Regions from separate parts of the Hordeum vulgare genome. Here region 2 is linked to region 1. A link is a contact called in public Hi-C data. All regions are on one chromosome and are shown on one strand. The core of a region is the stretch at or near the end of the contact, and the rest is flanking DNA. Distances in the headings are between cores, read along the strand shown. Region 1 holds the start of LOC123409950 (histone H3.3). Region 2 holds the start of LOC123410001 (inositol-tetrakisphosphate 1-kinase 4-like).

Region 1 (3,535 bases), core at 707-3,206:
AATCTCAAGTTCATAGCATCAACTCCATTGAAAAAATTCCAACGTTCACTATTGGAGACTTTGAATTCCCTCTTCCTACAGTCAAGAAGAAATATGATGTACTTATTGTTGGGGACATGCATATCCCCATTGAGGTAACTTAGTGTTATTCGAAAGTTCTCCGGTTCCATGTCATTCGAAAAAAGTTTGTCAATAAGACTTGATCAACCTTATTGATGGATTATTTTTTACGGGCATGACATGGGTGAATTTAGAAAGCACAAACTTCTGGCCCAACTTTTATGTTTTGTTCTTTAATTTCCATGAGCGGGGTTGGCAGGAGCTAAGCGTCAAGCCAGAAGAAGGTTGACGTGCCATTGTTGGTAAGGACGAATTAGATTTTAAGAAGGTGGTAGAGCAGTTGGTTTACAATTTTCGAGAGGTAAGGGGTGTTTTGAGGCTTCTTCGCGAAGTCTAGAGAGTGTGTTGGAGGAACCAGTTTACCCAGGGTAATTCTGGTTTTTGGAGGAGTTTGAAGGCGAATTTCATGAAGAGGATGTTGTTTTGGAAAGTGAGATTTTTTATACCAAGACCCCCAGCTGGCTTGGGTTTGCAAACATTTTTCCATGCGATGACACATTTGGTTTCGGAGCAAGATTCCTCGGCAGCCAGAAGAAGGACCTGCAGATAGCATATAGCTTTTTAGGGATCTTCTCGGGGAGTCTAAAAACAGGCATTAAGTGAGTTGCGAGGGCGTTAGAGTGGAGGAGATGAGGATAAGCGTGGCGCCGCAAGAAAGGAGTGTTATTATAGTTTAAATCACATTGTAGATCACTCTAAATTTTGCCATAGTTGCAGCATTTGAACGTTGTAGAACCTTTCATTTTGGATGGTGGACGACGAGGGTGGGGCGACGTACCAGAGTGTTGCAACCATGGACCATCGTGGCAGGAGTTGGCACCGATCGACGAGGAAGTTGCAACCCGTTTGACGACGAGATGTGCAACAAAAATTAAGAGCAAGAGAGGTTTCCTTACGAGCATCGTCGTCGGAGAAGACGTGTGGCATCACCGTCATCGGCGGCGACCCAGCGAGCGACGACGATTTGAGGGTTTCGTGATCACGTTCCCGTCCTACACGCGCTCTCCCACTTTGAGATGAGGAGGTGGGAAAGAGAAAGCCTTGCGCACCAAGATATGGGAATGGAGACACACGCTTCAATCTGATGGTTTCTACGCATCGCATCCAACAACCAAAACAGGATCGGCTGATCAACGACAGAGAGTATTGTTCTATTTTTTACCCGCAAAGAAAAGAAGGCATGCATTTTTTCCTCCACTTTTTCACGTGTATATTGTTCTATTTTTTACCCGCAAAGAAAAGAAGGCATGCATTTTTTCCTCCACTTTTTCACGTGTATTTTATTTTAATACTCACTCTGTTCCTTAATATAAGATGTATTAATTTTTTAAAAAGTCAAAGAATTCCTATTTTTGACCAACTTTATAGCAAAATATATAAACATTTACAATACTAAAAATGCAAAATATAGAAATATATTTCATGATGAATCTAGTGATAATGATTTGATATTCTAAACATTGTCATTTTTATCAATAAACTTGGTTGAAGTTTGAAAATTTTAATTTTTTTAAAAAATAATACACTTTATATTTAAGAACGGAGGAAATATACTGAAGAAAGGTGGTTGAAATAAAAAAGGCAACAGAGCCGGGCGATGAACTCACGAGACACACAGCCATATGCACCGCCACGTCACCGATCCGCACCTCGTCGGGGACCTCGCACCAACCAGCGCCAAGCACGCAGATCGTGTGCTTCCTCTCCGCAACCTCCAGCCGTTAGATCCAATCAAACGTCGAAACACAATCCGAGACCCTCTCTCACACGATCAGAAGAAACCGCGTCGGCCACGCTTCCCTTGCCCGTCCGTCATCTATAAATCCCCACCAAACTTCCCCTCCCGTTGCCTCACTACGCAAATCTGTCCCCTTCCAGTTCCCAAGTCCCACGACCCACAAGAACAGAGACACAGCCAAGTCCGAACTTCGAAGTCGCCAAGGAGGAGGAGAGATCGATGGCGCGTACGAAGCAGACGGCCCGGAAGTCGACCGGCGGCAAGGCGCCGCGCAAGCAGCTGGCCACCAAGGCGGCGAGGAAGTCGGCCCCGACGACGGGCGGCGTGAAGAAGCCCCACCGCTACAGGCCCGGGACGGTGGCGCTGCGCGAGATCCGCAAGTACCAGAAGAGCACGGAGCTGCTCATCCGCAAGCTCCCCTTCCAGCGCCTGGTGCGGGAGATCGCGCAGGACTTCAAGACGGACCTCCGGTTCCAGAGCCACGCCGTGCTGGCGCTCCAGGAGGCCGCCGAGGCGTACCTCGTGGGGCTCTTCGAGGACACCAACCTCTGCGCCATCCACGCCAAGCGCGTCACCATCATGCCCAAGGACATCCAGCTCGCCCGCCGCATCCGCGGGGAGCGCGCCTAGATGAAGCAGCATCTGCCTTCGCGATTTCCACCGCCGCATTGCTTGTTCGTAGCTTGTATGGTTTTACTACATCTTGTTAGCTAGCGCCAATGGGCAAGCTTTTAATGTGTACTTGTTAAATTCTGATTGGTTAACATAGTTGAGAAGACTTGGCTCCTTATGTTTTGTATATGGTTGGTTTATCCAAAATTCAAACAAATGCTTGTTACCGTTGTCTTAAGTCTGAAATTTCAGCTTAATGTTCTTTGCTGTTGAGCGTTCTGTTGACATGGTTGGGCGCTGCCCTCCGGCCGTGGGATCGCCGTGTGGCTGCGTTGGAGATTTGTGGTGCGGCGCTGCCTTCGGCCGTGTGGCTGCAGTGGAGATTTTTTTTAATTTGGGTGCACACGCGGCACCAAATCCTGCTGGTTAGTTTTCGATGGCAACCTAACACGAATCCAGTTGAATCTCTTTCAACGTTCGAAGAATCTGCTCTTTGCCTCTACTCCCTCCGAACTCATACATTCATATATTACTAGTCTGTAATGGAATATCTAAAAACGGAGGGAATAGTATACAAACAAAACTTATACATTCATATTTAATTCGTAGTAAAATATGTAAAAAACAAATATTTAAGAACGGAAGGCCGGATCCTAGCACAACCCAACCCGTTTTCCTCCTGTGCATCTCGCATCGGCACCTCCGCCGACGCTCCGTCCTCCGGCATGCTTCACTGTAGCTTTGGTGGCTTCATCGAAACCCTGATGATGTTTCGATGACCCTCCGGCGTGCTTCACTGAAACCCTGATGAAGTTTCGATGACCCTCTGGCATGCTTGCTTTACTGAAACCCTGACGAAGTTTTGATAACCCTCCGGCGTGCTTCGTTTTTTCTTCACTGAAACCCTGACGAAGTTTTGATAACCCTCCGGCGTGCTTCGTTTTTTCTTCACTGAAACCCTGAGGTAGTTTCGATGACCCTCCGGCGTGCTTCATTAAAACCCTCACGAAGTTTCGATGACCCTTCGTCAGCTCTGGTGACTTTAATATAACCATGACGAAGTTT
Region 2 (3,567 bases), core at 509-3,008, 330 kb after region 1:
GATGAGAAAGGGAGAGCGTAACAAGAGCAGCACGAGAAGAAGGATTGTGGGACCACCGTACCGCAGCACATGGCCACTGGTACCAGTAGCGCAATTGGCGCTATCATTGTCAACATCGGTACAGTTTGCACCATTTGCATTGCATGGCCAAGGACTAAAGTAGTTTATGGGGACACAAGCCTCACGATCAAAAGGCAAAGCTGTTCGGACGTTGCCATCACCTTTAATTTCCAAAACCAACGAGGCAAAGATCATTATTCGGTATAGCAGGAATGCAAAATTGATCTGCTACGTACTCTAGTACGTGGAACAACGAAAATCGTACGTTCGACAGAAAGAATACAAAACGGCCTCCCATACACCGCTCAGAGAACGTTGGAGGCTTCGGTAGCGTCGGCCTCGTCGTCGGGTGCAGTAGCAGCGGCGGCGGCGCCACGAATCATGTCGCCGAAGAAATCGGTGAGGGCAATCTCGTACCCCGGCAGCTTGTCGAACCCGGGGAAGTAGTTGATGTCGATGATGAAGTACTGGCCCCCGGCCTTCCTCCCGCGGATCATGTCGAAGTTGAACAGCTGCAGGCCCAGCGCGCGCCGCAGCCCGCGCCCTACCTCCTCCACGAACCCCGGCGGCGGCATCTCCGCGTCGTCGCCCACGTCGTCGTCCGTGTCGGCGTGCACCGTCGTCAGGCTGGACACGTTGTGGAAGGGCACCGACGCGTCGCCCTCCACGTCCAGGAGCCGCTCCGCCGGCACGTCCGGCAGGCTGCGCCGCCGCACGCAGGTCGCGTGGCCGCCGATCACGTAGATCTTGAACAGCACGCCGCCGTGGTTCACGAACTCCTGGAGGACCAGCGGCGGGTGCAGCCCCGCGAGGCCCTCGCGGCGGTAGATGAGCGACATGGCGTGGGAGCTGACGCTGCCGTCCACGTCCAGCGGCTTGGCGATGAGCGGGAACTGGAGCGCGCCCACGACGCCCGGGTCGGTCAGGGAGGCCGCGTCGTCGATGGCCACCTGGCGGGGCGCGCCCAGGGAGCCCACGCGGACGGTGGCGTTGAGCTCGGAGACGACGTCGAGCATGGAGCCGCGGTCCAGCAGCCGGCCGATGGCGGCGGGAGGGTCGACGACGGGCACCGTCGGGTGGACCGCGGAGAAGGATTCCAGCTGCGCGCGCCACGCCTCGTCGTAGAGCTTGTGGATGAGGAGGTGGAAGGGCCCCTGGTCGACGAGGGGGCGGGACGGGTCGACGGCGACGAGCCGCATGCCGCGCTCGGCCGCCAGGGCGACGAGCGACGGCTGGATGACGGTGTCCAACTTGTCGGGCTGCATCGCGTAGCCGATGGTGTAGGTGTGAGGAGGTCGTGTCGGCGCCGGCGACTGCTGCTCGGCCGCCATTCCTCCCATGAGCTAGAAAGCTTATCTCTTGCGTATGCTCTCTGCTCTTTCTCTCTGTGTCTTTATCTCCCCTGTCTCACTGCCTTTCCCCTGCTCAGCTCACAGCACGCCTTGATTTATAGTACACTAGTTAGAAAGAGCATCTTCGCTATGGGCTGGAATACTTTTTCTGCTCATGAATTTCTTGTCCATCTAGCACACAATTCTGTTCAAACGCTAATTATGCGCCGAATGGGAATCGTCTAGCTGCTTTCGGCTAGTCGGCCGAGGGGTGATCGACATGGGGTTGGACTTCGCACACCGCGAGACATTCGCTAATCGAAAATCTCAGTCTGCTATACGCTCACTTTTCGTAAGCACCAAGAGCAACTCTAACGCCCGACTGATTTCGTCCACAGGCATCCGTTTGGGTCGTGACAAATAGAAAAGTCGTCCTAACAGACCGATTCAAACGAACGTGTGTTTGCTTTTCGTTTGCCTGTTGATCAATTCCTGGTCTATTTTTAAGTCTAATTTACGTCGCTGCGGTCGATCAATACCTGGTCCATTTTTAAGTCTAATTTACGTCGCTGCGGACACAAGACAGAACGCACCAATTATTCCCTCCGGCCTGCCAGTCGGTGGCAAAGCCACTACCATTTCCCTTCACTTTCCAAAACCCTCCCATCCATGCACGCTCCGCGTCCGCTCGCCATGGACGACGACCTTGATGTCGCTATCGGCCTCGCCTCCCTCGGCTCGTCCGGCATCACGATCGCCCCCTCCCACAAAGGTAAGCTTCACGCCCCCCCCCCCCCCCGTAAGACCGCCACCATGCCCAAGAAGAAGAAGAAGAAGAGCTGACGCCCGAGGAGCGGGCTAGGGAGTGGGCGAATAGAAAGGGCCGGAGGCAAGCGGCGGATGCAAGGGAAGAAGCTGCGGCCATCGCGGCCATAGCCACCGCAGCGCGGCGGGAGGATACCGCTAGAACCGCTGCACGCGTCGTGGCGGCAACAAGGGAGACACTATTGTACCTAGGGTTAAACCCTCATCAGCACGGGTTCATCAACGCCGCCATGGTTGTGGCCAGCATAGGCTCGTCTGCGTTCCCTCAGATTGCACTAATGGAGTCGACCCGCGCGTCGACAACTCAGCCGATCCCCGGCTTCCATGTCTACCCGCAAGCCCCTCGCCTCTCTGGTGAATGCTCGTCGGAGGTGAGCGTGGTTGCGCCATCCGCACCCGCGGCTGTGCCCGTCGACCTCAACGCCACACCGGTAGCCGATGGTTCGTCATCCTGTAAGGCGAGGAAACGCGCGCGGGAGATGTCAGTCGACATGCTTTCCGGCGCCCGCAACCTATTCAATGGAATACTAGCGGCCGTCCACGACAAGAGGGCCAACCGCTTCATGCATAGCATCATCTTCGAGGGTGTTGCGACGGACGCAGGTGGTGCCGATGCGGCTGCGGCTGGCTACAACCCCAAAGAGACCCAAAGCCAGGAGGGTCGAGGCGGGCCGTTCACGCCATCGACCTATGACCAAGCTGGCATGCCCCTTATGAGGAGGCTTGAGATGAAGGCGGAGAAGCAAGTCAGGATGCTTGAGATGGAGGCAGACAAGCAAGCCAAGATGATAGAGATCAAGGCCACCAATGCCAAGACCAAGACGAAAGAAGTGGCTCTCGCTAGCATGATGACGGGGATGGAGATCATGAAGGTCGATCTCAACATCGTGTCGCCAAGGATGAGACCGTGGTTCGAGAAGATGCATGCCAACATGCTCAAGTTCGAGGACGAGTGATCTATGACGGCGAGCGCCATCCTTTTTTGTATGTCGGCAAGTGTGCTAGCATGATCACGGCCGCGATGGCATGGTCGAACTTCCGCCCCTTTTTGCGTGCTGGCATGTTTGCCGGCCTCTGGCAAGTGCGCCAGCATGAATTGTGTGGTGTTTTCTGAAGCTCGCATTGTATGCTCGCTGCTGGCATGGTGCTGGCATGAACTTTGGACGACGGCATGGTCGCTGGCTTGATCTACGGCTACATGCCTTTTCAAATGTGTGCGTAGAAATAAATGGGTCACGTGCGCTGGGCGTAGTTCCGATCCAAGTCTTAAATTGGGCGGACGCCGGGCAAGAAGTGCACCACCAAATCCGCCTCCCATCTTCTCCTTCTCCACCCTTTGATGCAACCCGAC

What was found. Hi-C and Micro-C count contacts between places; a contact is called where the count stands out from the background.
Region 2: a Hi-C map of seedling shows a contact between it and region 1, with 3 times the contacts expected there. The contact joins the promoter of LOC123410001 here to the promoter of LOC123409950 in region 1. A contact is called at or near these places in 2 of 6 Hi-C or Micro-C datasets (leaf and seedling).

Annotation. Positions count from the first base shown.
Region 1 is chr7H:65,927,167-65,930,701 of MorexV3_pseudomolecules_assembly, forward strand. It overlaps LOC123409950 (histone H3.3), which reads left to right and starts at 1,957. Exons shown (of 1, transcript XM_045102820.1): 1 at 1,957-2,708. The coding sequence starts at 2,078. The coding sequence ends at 2,488.
Region 2 is chr7H:66,254,945-66,258,511 of MorexV3_pseudomolecules_assembly, forward strand. It overlaps LOC123410001 (inositol-tetrakisphosphate 1-kinase 4-like), which reads right to left and starts at 1,759. Exons shown (of 1, transcript XM_045102871.1): 1 at 228-1,759. The coding sequence starts at 1,400. The coding sequence ends at 366.